Regions from separate parts of the Mus musculus genome. Here regions 1 and 3 are each linked to region 2. The links are chromatin contacts, called in public HiChIP or PLAC-seq and Micro-C maps. All regions are on one chromosome and are shown on one strand. Each heading gives the region's core, a stretch centred on a gene start, on an enhancer-like site or on the middle of the called end of the contact. The rest is flanking DNA. Distances are from core to core; before and after follow the strand shown. Region 1 holds the start of Lrrc38 (leucine rich repeat containing 38). Region 2 has its middle 19 kb from the start of Gm52493. Region 3 has its middle 24 kb from the start of Lrrc38.

Region 1 (2,835 bases), core at 115-2,614, 110 kb after region 2:
TAAACCTACAGCTCTGCCAGCCCAGAACAGAACCTGAGGCTGAAAGAGAGCAAGAATATTCTTTTCAGGATGCTTTTGCAGAGTTTAGAGTGGTGGCACATGCTCTTTCTGGCTGCCTTCTTGCATCCTTAACAACATCAATGTAGCTAAGGTACTTTCACCCACCCTAGTCCTTTCTTACCCTATACTGCCTCTTCAAAAGGCAGAGCCCCGGAAACTGGGAATTGCAAGACATTCTGTTGACCTGGTGAGAATCGGAACACAAGACAGGGGCTGTAGGTCTAGCTTGGTGGCCAGGGTGTGTGCAAGGGAAGAGCGATTGAGGGGGCCCAACACCCAGCCCCTCCTGGAACTCATGCAAGTTCTTGGGCCTTTGGCTCTGTCCCAAAGGCTCAACTGCCTGATCCCTGGCTCAGAGGCACCAACTGGCTTCCAAACTGGAAAAAGAGGTCATCCAACTCCCTTCCAAACTGGGAAAAAAAATACCCAGACTTAGCTCTGAGGCTTCGGAATAGCTGGCTCCACCAATCCCCAGCAGTGCCAGGGGATGGGGCAGGGTCAATGGGGGCCAGTAACTGACAGCTGTTCCGTGGGTTATTTTGGGCCAGGGGCTGAGCTTCTCGGTTCCAGGGTGTTAGGATTAAAATAGCCACCTGCAGGGCGATTTGCCTGTAGCAGTGTAGGGGCTTTTCCAAAAAGCAAACATTCAAAGCCCGGCAGAGGAGTAGAATACGGGGTTGGTTTGAGGAATGGCAGGGAAGGAATTCTATCACTGTCTAAGACCAACCTCACCTCTGAGGAGCTGGGCTCTAAGCGTTGGCATCTCTCTGACCAGATCACTTTCCTGGGCCATCAAAATGAAGGGTTGATGGGGAAAGAAGGGTTGGTAACTCCTAAACACAGCTTCTGGCCTTCTTCAGTCCTCAAAGGGAGCGGTGAGATGTCCCCACCCTTGCCTTTTCACAGATGGTTCCACAGGAGTTCAGGGGGCGCTTGGAGGCTCTGGTTGCAGGTCACCAAACTGCCCCAGTACCTCTTGCTTTGGCCTTGCTCAGAGCTACAGAAGATTCGTGTTGGGAGGATAATCAGTTCTATCTCCAAGCTCAGGACCAGCATGGAAAACGCTGACTGGCCCTGGCTATCCTTCCAGTCACAGCGGGACCTTGGCAGCCACCCGCCTAGCTCACACCCTCCTCCTGCAGGAGGTGGGGCAAAAGCAGGTGGGAGGAGGGGGTCGAAGGGGAAGCCCAACCATCCTGGAGCCTAGCCAAAGCTCAACTTCGCAGCCCCAGGCGGGGACTTGACAGCCTGCGGGCTTTGTTCAGGACTTCGAGTTAGAGTGACCTGGGACCCTTTGGCAGAGATGAGGGTGGCGCTCTGGGCGCATGCCCCAGACACGCCCCATGGAAATCGCTCCAGGGATCCGTCACTGAACTTAGTCTTGAGCACCGCTGGCCAGGTCTGTGCGACAGGTCCCACTTCCCCGCCCGAGTGGGGTCGCTCTGGGCTCCCTCCACGATCTCCACCTGTGCTTTTGAATGTTCCAGAGGGTCAGTTTCCTGTGCGGGTAAATTCTGCGCCCAGCACCTCTCATCTTCCTCCTCCCTCCCCGCCTCCCGGACACCCCGGGTCGCTCTGTCCCCGCCGCACTCTCATCGCCCCCGCGCGCCCCGGCGCAGCCTCCCCGCCCTGCGCCGCTGCCCTGGGGCTCTCGGCGCCCCGGAGCCAGGGCCCCGCTGCGTCCTCCTTGCTGCGAGCTGAGTCCTCCGGAGTCCCCCGGGCCATGAGTCTCTGCGTTGCCCCCCGCCACCCCACGGGCGCTGCTGCGGCGCTGGGGCTCGGTAGCCTCTTGGTGCTGCTCGGGCCGGGACGCGCGTGCCCCGCGGGCTGTGCTTGCACCGACCCCCATACCGTGGACTGTCGCGATCGCGGGCTGCCCAGCGTGCCCGATCCCTTCCCCCTGGACGTGCGCAAGCTGCTAGTGGCCGGCAACCGCATCCAGCAGATCCCCGAGGACTTCTTCATCTTCCATGGAGATCTGGTGTATCTGGATTTCAGGAACAACTCGCTGCGCTCGCTGGAGGAGGGCACGTTCAGCGGCTCGGGCAAGCTGGCCTTTCTGGACCTGAGCTACAACAACCTCACCCAGCTGGGGGCCGGCGCCTTCCGCTCGGCGGGGAGGCTGGTCAAGCTGAGCCTGGCCAACAACCATCTGGCCGGTGTACATGAGGCTGCCTTCGAGAGCCTGGAGTCCTTGCAGGTGCTGGAACTCAACGACAACAACCTGCGCAGCCTCAACGTGGCGGCTTTGGATGCGCTGCCGGCACTGCGCACTGTGCGCCTGGACGGGAACCCCTGGCTGTGTGACTGTGACTTCGCTCACCTCTTCTCCTGGATTCAGGAGAACACATCCAAATTGCCCAAAGGTGAGCCAGAGGGTGGCTGGAAGCCAAGGCTGGGTCTGGTAGGGAACGCTGGAGGAATCCAGCACGGTCAGGATGTGTGAGGCCTCGTTTTGGGGCTCACCAGAAAGTCCCCTGAACGAGGACCCCTGTGGTGTAACTCCATAAGACCAGCTGTCTGAAAGTCTGAGATGTGTTGGCAACGAGTGTTAAAAGAACACACCCGGAACTCTCTCAAGTTTCTCTTTCTTCACTTATTACCCACCTTTTCTCCATCATCATGGTCCACATCCTCTCTGGGAGCTTTTAGGTCCCAGGACAGGTGGGTGTGAGCAATGTACTGGTCCCTCCTAGTAGGAAACCCCTCGTTGTGTGGGACACTATACCATTTCCAGACCCCAGAGGTGAGAGGAGCTGGCCAGTTCTGAACGGG
Region 2 (3,110 bases), core at 550-3,049:
CAGGACCTAAGAGAGGAGCGAGACTATGCATTAAGACTGGAGAGTATTTGTACACATGAGGGGTTTCCAGTGGGGCTCCGCTGCACATCAGTTTTGATATGGGAGGAACAAAGGGGCCTCCCTCCTTAGTGAGGATTTGAGAAATCACGTCTCCTGTCATTCTCAACAGAACTCAGAAAGAGCTGTCAGTCAGGACCTGTCTTTTCCATTTTGGTTCCTGGAGAGAAGATTTGTCAGAAAGGGAATGTTTTCCTTTTTATTTTTTTAGGCTCCAACCTGCTTCACGATTGGAAAGTCCTCATCTTTTTTGACATCAGATGGGCTTCCGTTTTTAAGCCTTGAGTTAGAGGAATGCTGTCTTGGATAAAAATATACCTGTGGGGAAGGGAAGGGAGAGTTTGCAATACAAAAAAAAAAAAAAAAAGTAGCCTAGTTCTAACCATGATGGGCAAGCAGACGATGACAGAGACAGCCACCTAGTGCACAGTCCCGATGCTCTAATTGTCTCAGATGAGACACCGTGGAGCAGAGTCATTATCCTGACAGCTCGGCCTATCTCTCAGACTATGGATGTCAAGAAGGCAGAAACTGGGAGTCAACTCCACGTCACAGGGAACGTTATTGTAGAGGTTTTTCTTCAAAGGGGGGTGGGTGGAGATAAGGATAAATAAAATTCATTTTCTTAGACTATGTAGGGGTAAGAAAATCAGAAAAGAATCTAAATTTAACTGAATTAAAGACTTATTTCCAAACTGGGTGGTGGTGGTGCACACCTTTAATCCCAGCATTTGGGAGGCAGAGGCAGGCGGATCTCTGAGTTCGAGGCCAGCCTGGTCTACAGAGTGAGTTCCAGGACAAAAACCCTGTCCAAAAAAAAAAAAAAAAGAGAAAGAGAAAAAGAAAAAAGAAAACAGATTTTTTTTCATACAATATATTCTGATTATGGTTTCCCTTCCCTCTACCCCCCCCACCAGTCCCTCCCCATCTGGATCTACCTTCCCCCTTCATTGGAAGACAAACTGGCATCTAAGGAATAATAACAAAATAATATTCAGATAAGAATAGGGCAAAGGAAACACACAGAAGGAAAAGAACCCAAGGGAAGCCACAAGAAACAGATCTAGACGACACAGTGACACACTTGTTTGCACATTCAGGAATCCAATAAAAACCCAAAGATGGAAGTCGTTTTATATATATATATATAATATTTTACATATTATATATATGTAAAAGCTGTAGGGTAAAAATAAATAAAAGTAAAATTAAAAAAAAATACAGAGTCCTAATGTGACATTATGAGACAAGTCACCTCCAAAAAAACATTGAGTTCTTTGTTGGCCACTGAAAGGAGACTTCCTTACAGATAATATTGTTTGATTTGCAAGTGATTAGCACGTGGAGATAGTTTCTGCATGAGTAATGGGGGAAGTTTCAGGTAGCTATTCTGGAATTTATTGTGTAAATCCTGCCGGCCTCAAAAATCACAGACACGCCTGCCTCTGCCTCGCAAGCAATGGAATGTAAAATGGTGGCCCCACGCCCTGCTAAATGCTTTCTTTTATAAGTCGCCGCCGCGGGGGTCGGGGATCGCGGTGTTTTTGTCAGAGCTGTAAAAAGGTAACTAAAGCTGGTGGCTTGGAATCCTGAACATGTCTTAGCTGTCACTTCCTCCACCTCCCCATTAAGGATGCACACCAAAATCTCCTTTACTTACGCAGCATTGGCTCCAATCTATTTTCCCTTACTGCTCAGCTGCAGATAGACCTTTGAAACCTGCGGAAAGTTCCAGACTTTCCAGTTATGACACGGTTTTGTGACCTCAGGCTACTTTATCGGTTTTCTCACTTCACAAGGTCACTGGACGGCCAGTGTCAGCATTATCTTGTTTTGTTTTCGAATTTAGCAGCAGAAATAACATTCATTTAATCGCCTTTTCCCTCTTCCTCCTTTCATCCTCTTTCTAAACATAAACATTGACAGCTTTTTAAATTTCCTGCTATTCTGAACTATTTTGTTCCTTTCTAATAGCAATGCCGTTTATGTAGACCATGGCGCCGCCTCGTGGCCAAGTGGGACAATTACATTTAATTTTTGGTTTTGTGGGTTTTTTGGAGGGGGTTGATTTGGTTTTGTTTAAGATGCTGAGGTGTGTTAGAGTTAAGATGACAGGAGATAGAATACGGAGGTTGCCTTTTAAAGAGGTAAAATCTCTTGTCTGACTGTCTGTAAGAGCTGAAAAAATTTCTGGGACACCCGCCTATCAGTGCTAAAGTCAGCCGAGTCCAGGACAGTTGGGGGTGAGCTGGTTCCTCTGGGCTTTTTTTACCCTGCCATGCTGCTTTGTACAGAGTGAAGTTTGGGGCCCATGCTTTAGATACAAGAAAGGATTATGAAAGGGCTGAAAGATGGTGCAATTTCCTGACAGGATTTGGCATGGGCTTGGGGGAGCGGGGGAGAGGTGGGGCTTGGGGGAGCCACAGATGGAAGACCTGAGGTGGTGCAGGGAGAGCCAGGCGGAGAACCCTTTAGGCTGAAGAGAGAGGACTATAAAGGATGTACACCAATCTTGAAGGTTGTACAGCTTGAGGGTGGGTTTTATCAAACGATTTTTCAGGGCTAGAGAAATGGCAGAGGCCCCAAGTTCAGCTTCCAGCACCCGACCTGGGTTGTTCACAGTTGCCTGTAACTCCTGCACTGTAAGGGTCCGAAAAGCGCTGAAGGAAGACCCCAGACTCAGTGCACAAAGACAGAGAGGGTTGATTCTATAGAAACGACCAGCAGGTGCGGGTCAACCATTCTCCAAAATGGCGACCTCAGACAAAGGCCCAAAGGCCTTCTTGTAGGGAAGCAGGGAAACTCTCTAGAAGGAGTAGGTAATCTGGAATGGGATTGGTAGGAGCCAAACAGTGACATTAGTAGAACTTTGATTGGCTACTATGTTAGTTAGTTCTGCTATATTTAGAGAGTGGGTTAGGTAATCTAAAATTTCATTGGTGGGTGCTGGGGAGGTCACAGGGGTCGGCTTCTGATTGGCTTGTGCCAGGAAGTCAGTGGTCCACAATCCTGCGTTATGAATGTTTAACTACAGGATGAGATAGGGCTGCCCA
Region 3 (3,175 bases), core at 17-2,516, 87 kb after region 2:
AATATTTAAAAATATTTGGGAAATCACTCTGGATCTCACGTTAATCTGTGCAAACCACAGGACACCCCAGTGTGTGTCATGGGCACACAGACAACCCTTCTGACTGACTTTGATGGAGGACGTTTGGAATAACACAGTGGTTCTCAGCCTTTCTAAGGCTATGGCCATTTAATATAGTCCCTCATGTTGTGGTGACTGTTAGATATTCAAGCCACTCAGCGAAAGCTTAGACTCCCTTTGTAAATGTTGTATACTTTTGTAAACTTTGTATACTTTGCAACCTTAGTAAACCCTCAAGGCAAGAAAGGCCTGGGCCTGAGTAGCTTCAGCTGTCAGGCCCCTCCCCCCCAGACCTCCCTAACGGTTAGAACTGTGTTTCCAGCTTCTGTAACAGCCACAAGGTCATCTACAGCCCCTCAACGGGACCCTCCCCAGATTATGCTAATTTTGGATGAAAAGTCTGAAGAAAAGCCACCAATCCCTGAACAGGAAACCCCACCAAGCCTGAGCTCACCCAAGCTCAGGGCTTGAAATCCCACCAATCCTCACCCTGGAAATCTCCACCCTAGGAAGTTACGCCCCCCCCCCCCCGACTCCCCCCCCCCCCCCCCCCCCCCCCCCGCCACCCCCAAGATCCCCTATGTAAGCACTTCCCTTTGTCTGATTCTCTGGGCAGCCACTCCTGGATTCATCCCTCCACACCCTGGACCCTCCAATAAATCTCTTTTCTGACATTTACTGACGGGTGTGACTCTCATTGGAAAAAGACAAGAAGCAACGAGGAGACAAAGGAAAGAAGCCGAGACAAGCAGGGCCGAGACTACTGAGCACCTCAGTTCAGCTGGGGATCCCTCCTCTGCGAGCTACAATGCTGAGGAGGCTTCCTCTCAGAGCCATAAGGTCCCTGGGTCTCCATGTCCTCAGGATGCCCTTCCCATGGGACACTCTCCCACCTCAGAACTGTTTGGTCCCTGGACTTTCAAATCCCAGGATACCTTCTGATTCAAACAGGAAGACCAACAGTGACCTCTTACCATAAAATTATTTTCGCTGGTACTTCATAACTGTGATGTTGCTACTGTTATGAATTATAATGTAAATATCTGATATGCAGGATATCTAACCTGTGACCCCTGTGAAAGGGTCACTTTCTCCCCAAAGGCGTTGTGACACATGGGCTGAGAGCCACTGTGATAATAGGTCCTTTTATGAACAGCCCCCCCTTTTCTCCCGGGAGTGACAAAGCCTGATTATTTTATCAAGAGTCTGCCTCCAGCGATGTATCTCTGACAGACACACTAAGACGCTTGAAAGCAGGCATAACGAACGCCCCAGCATTCAGCTCGCTTGGCTAATTTTAAATCTCCGGACGTCTATCGTGTACTTAGCTCTAAATTACATGTTAAATGTGGGTTTTTCTTAGGCCTCATCCATGCAGCAGGTAGGTAAATAAAGTAGGTTTGTGAAGGGGGCCATTAAAAGCTGTTTTAAAAGGCCCCAAGTTCCGTCACTCGACTGGAGTTGCCAGCTGCGTGTCCACGACAGGTCTCTCCCAGCTACTATTCAGGCAGCTGTGGGATTTCAATGCAGCCAAAGGATAAACAGCAGTCCAGACTAATGGAAGCCACCAGCCCTAGAGGCCCTCAGCAAGGCTCACCCTTCTCTAGCTTAAAATAACAAAACAAAACAAAACAAAAACACGTATACCTTCAAATTCTACCGCTTTTTCTACTTCGGAGGTCGGTGCGGTTCGCATTCTGGCCACAAGGGGGCAACACGAACTCGTTCTGCTAGAGGTGTTGCGGCCAGGGAAGCCAATGGCTTGGCACTTTCCTTCCTGTCCCCAGGATGATGCCTGGAGACAGGACAAATATAGCGTAAACAATAGTCACAGCCTGCAATTTGGGTGCCACAGCCTTGGATGTCAGCTTCTTCTCCTTTTGTGACTTAAAAAAAAAAAACATTTAATGAGAGAGGAAGGCACTGGGGTGTTTAGAAATAAACTCTCCTTTTTCAGGTCAAGGTCTAGGCTCAGATTTAAATGGCTGCAGCAGAGCCCTGTTTCTTGGCCCGGGCTAACAAATGTCTTAATTTGATGGCAGTGATGCATCACTGTGGTAGACACTGTGTGAGCCACCAAGAAAAGAGATCTCGGGGCTTGGGAGGGGCTGTGGTCCTTCAGGTAGAGATGCAGGATGAGATTGAGTGTGCAGAATAAAGATCCAGATGTCAAGTACTTCGGAGGGGCGGATGGAGGGGAGGAGGGAAGGGATGAAAGAGAGGAGGGTGTGAGTGGGAACCTTAGGGTGGACATCTGGAGCTGCGGACCGTCAAATGTTCTATCTCCCCTTCCCATTCATTACGTTTTTCTCTGCTGAACAAGATATCTGACAAAAAATAAGGTAAGGACGGGTTTATTTTGACAGTCCTTCACCGGAGCAGAAGCAGGAAGCAACTTGTTACACTGTGTCTGTAGTGAGGAAGCAGAGAAAGGTGAGTGCTAGGGTTAGGTTAGAATTGCAAGTTCAAGGTTATCCCCACCCATTTATCAGGTTGGAGGCTTACCAGGACTGCAAGAGATCCTGTCTCAAAAACACATACTGAGCAAGGCGTGGTGGCGCACGCCTTTAATCCCAGCACTCGGGAGGCAGAGGCAGGAGGATCTCTGAATTTGAGGCCAGCCTGGTCTACAGAGTGAGTTCCAGGACAGCTAGGGCTACACAGAGAAACTCTGTCTCGTAAAAACAAACAAACAAACAAACACCCAAAACACATACTGGCTTATTTTCCTGTTGCTGTGATAATACACCTGACAAAAGTGACTTACAGAAGGAAGCGTCTATCTGGGCTCACAGTGGAAGGGCCAGTCACTGACAGCAGGAAGTGCATGATGGCAGGAACCTGAGGCAGCTGGTCACACATCCACAGTAAGGGGTGGGGGGGGGGGAGAGACAGAGAGAGAAAGGGGGACAGAGAGACAGAGATAGAGAGACAGAGAAAGACTGAGACCAACAGAGGCAGAGAGAGATGCAGTACAGAAATGTCCTTGAAGACATCTCCAGAGGTTTGTTTCCATGGTGATACAAGTCACCCATCAGTGTTAACCGGCGCAGCCTTCCACCACCATCGCTGAGGCCCAAACTACCATCTGCTTCCCCTGAGAACCCCCTCACCA

Evidence for each region. Hi-C and Micro-C count contacts between places; a contact is called where the count stands out from the background. HiChIP or PLAC-seq counts read pairs in DNA pulled down with a chosen protein or histone mark.
Region 1: a Micro-C map of embryonic stem cells shows a contact between it and region 2, with 4 times the contacts expected there. The contact joins the promoter of Lrrc38 here to the enhancer-like site in region 2. A contact is called at or near these places in 1 of 39 promoter capture datasets (stem cell-derived epiblast-like cells), 1 of 484 Hi-C or Micro-C datasets (embryonic stem cells), 2 of 115 datasets of contacts at active chromatin or transcription factors (both in embryonic stem cells) and 2 of 9 other capture datasets (adipose tissue and pancreatic islet).
Region 3: a contact with region 2 is called in an H3K27ac HiChIP or PLAC-seq map of embryonic stem cells, with 8 read pairs. The contact joins two enhancer-like sites. A contact is called at or near these places in 1 of 39 promoter capture datasets (embryonic stem cells), 13 of 484 Hi-C or Micro-C datasets (the BV-2 cell line, bone marrow-derived macrophages, embryonic fibroblasts and 5 more) and 6 of 115 datasets of contacts at active chromatin or transcription factors (embryonic stem cells, extraembryonic endoderm stem cells and trophoblast stem cells).

What each region holds. Positions count from the first base shown.
Region 1 is chr4:143,348,386-143,351,220 of GRCm38.p6, forward strand. Lrrc38 (leucine rich repeat containing 38) reads left to right here and starts at 1,365. Exons shown (of 2, transcript NM_001162983.1): 1 at 1,365-2,426. The coding sequence starts at 1,784.
Region 2 is chr4:143,236,907-143,240,016 of GRCm38.p6, forward strand. No RefSeq gene overlaps it. Among named protein-coding and RNA genes, the nearest start is that of Gm52493, 19 kb to the left of the region's middle. Within about 2 kb of position 1,800, at least 62 of the 459 cell types and tissues checked have an H3K27ac peak or open chromatin away from gene starts, as enhancers often do. A contact at or near this core is called in embryonic stem cells, extraembryonic endoderm stem cells and trophoblast stem cells, where this site is marked.
Region 3 is chr4:143,323,960-143,327,134 of GRCm38.p6, forward strand. No RefSeq gene overlaps it. Among named protein-coding and RNA genes, the nearest start is that of Lrrc38, 24 kb to the right of the region's middle. Within about 2 kb of position 1,267, at least 46 of the 459 cell types and tissues checked have an H3K27ac peak or open chromatin away from gene starts, as enhancers often do. A contact at or near this core is called in embryonic stem cells, extraembryonic endoderm stem cells and trophoblast stem cells, where this site is marked.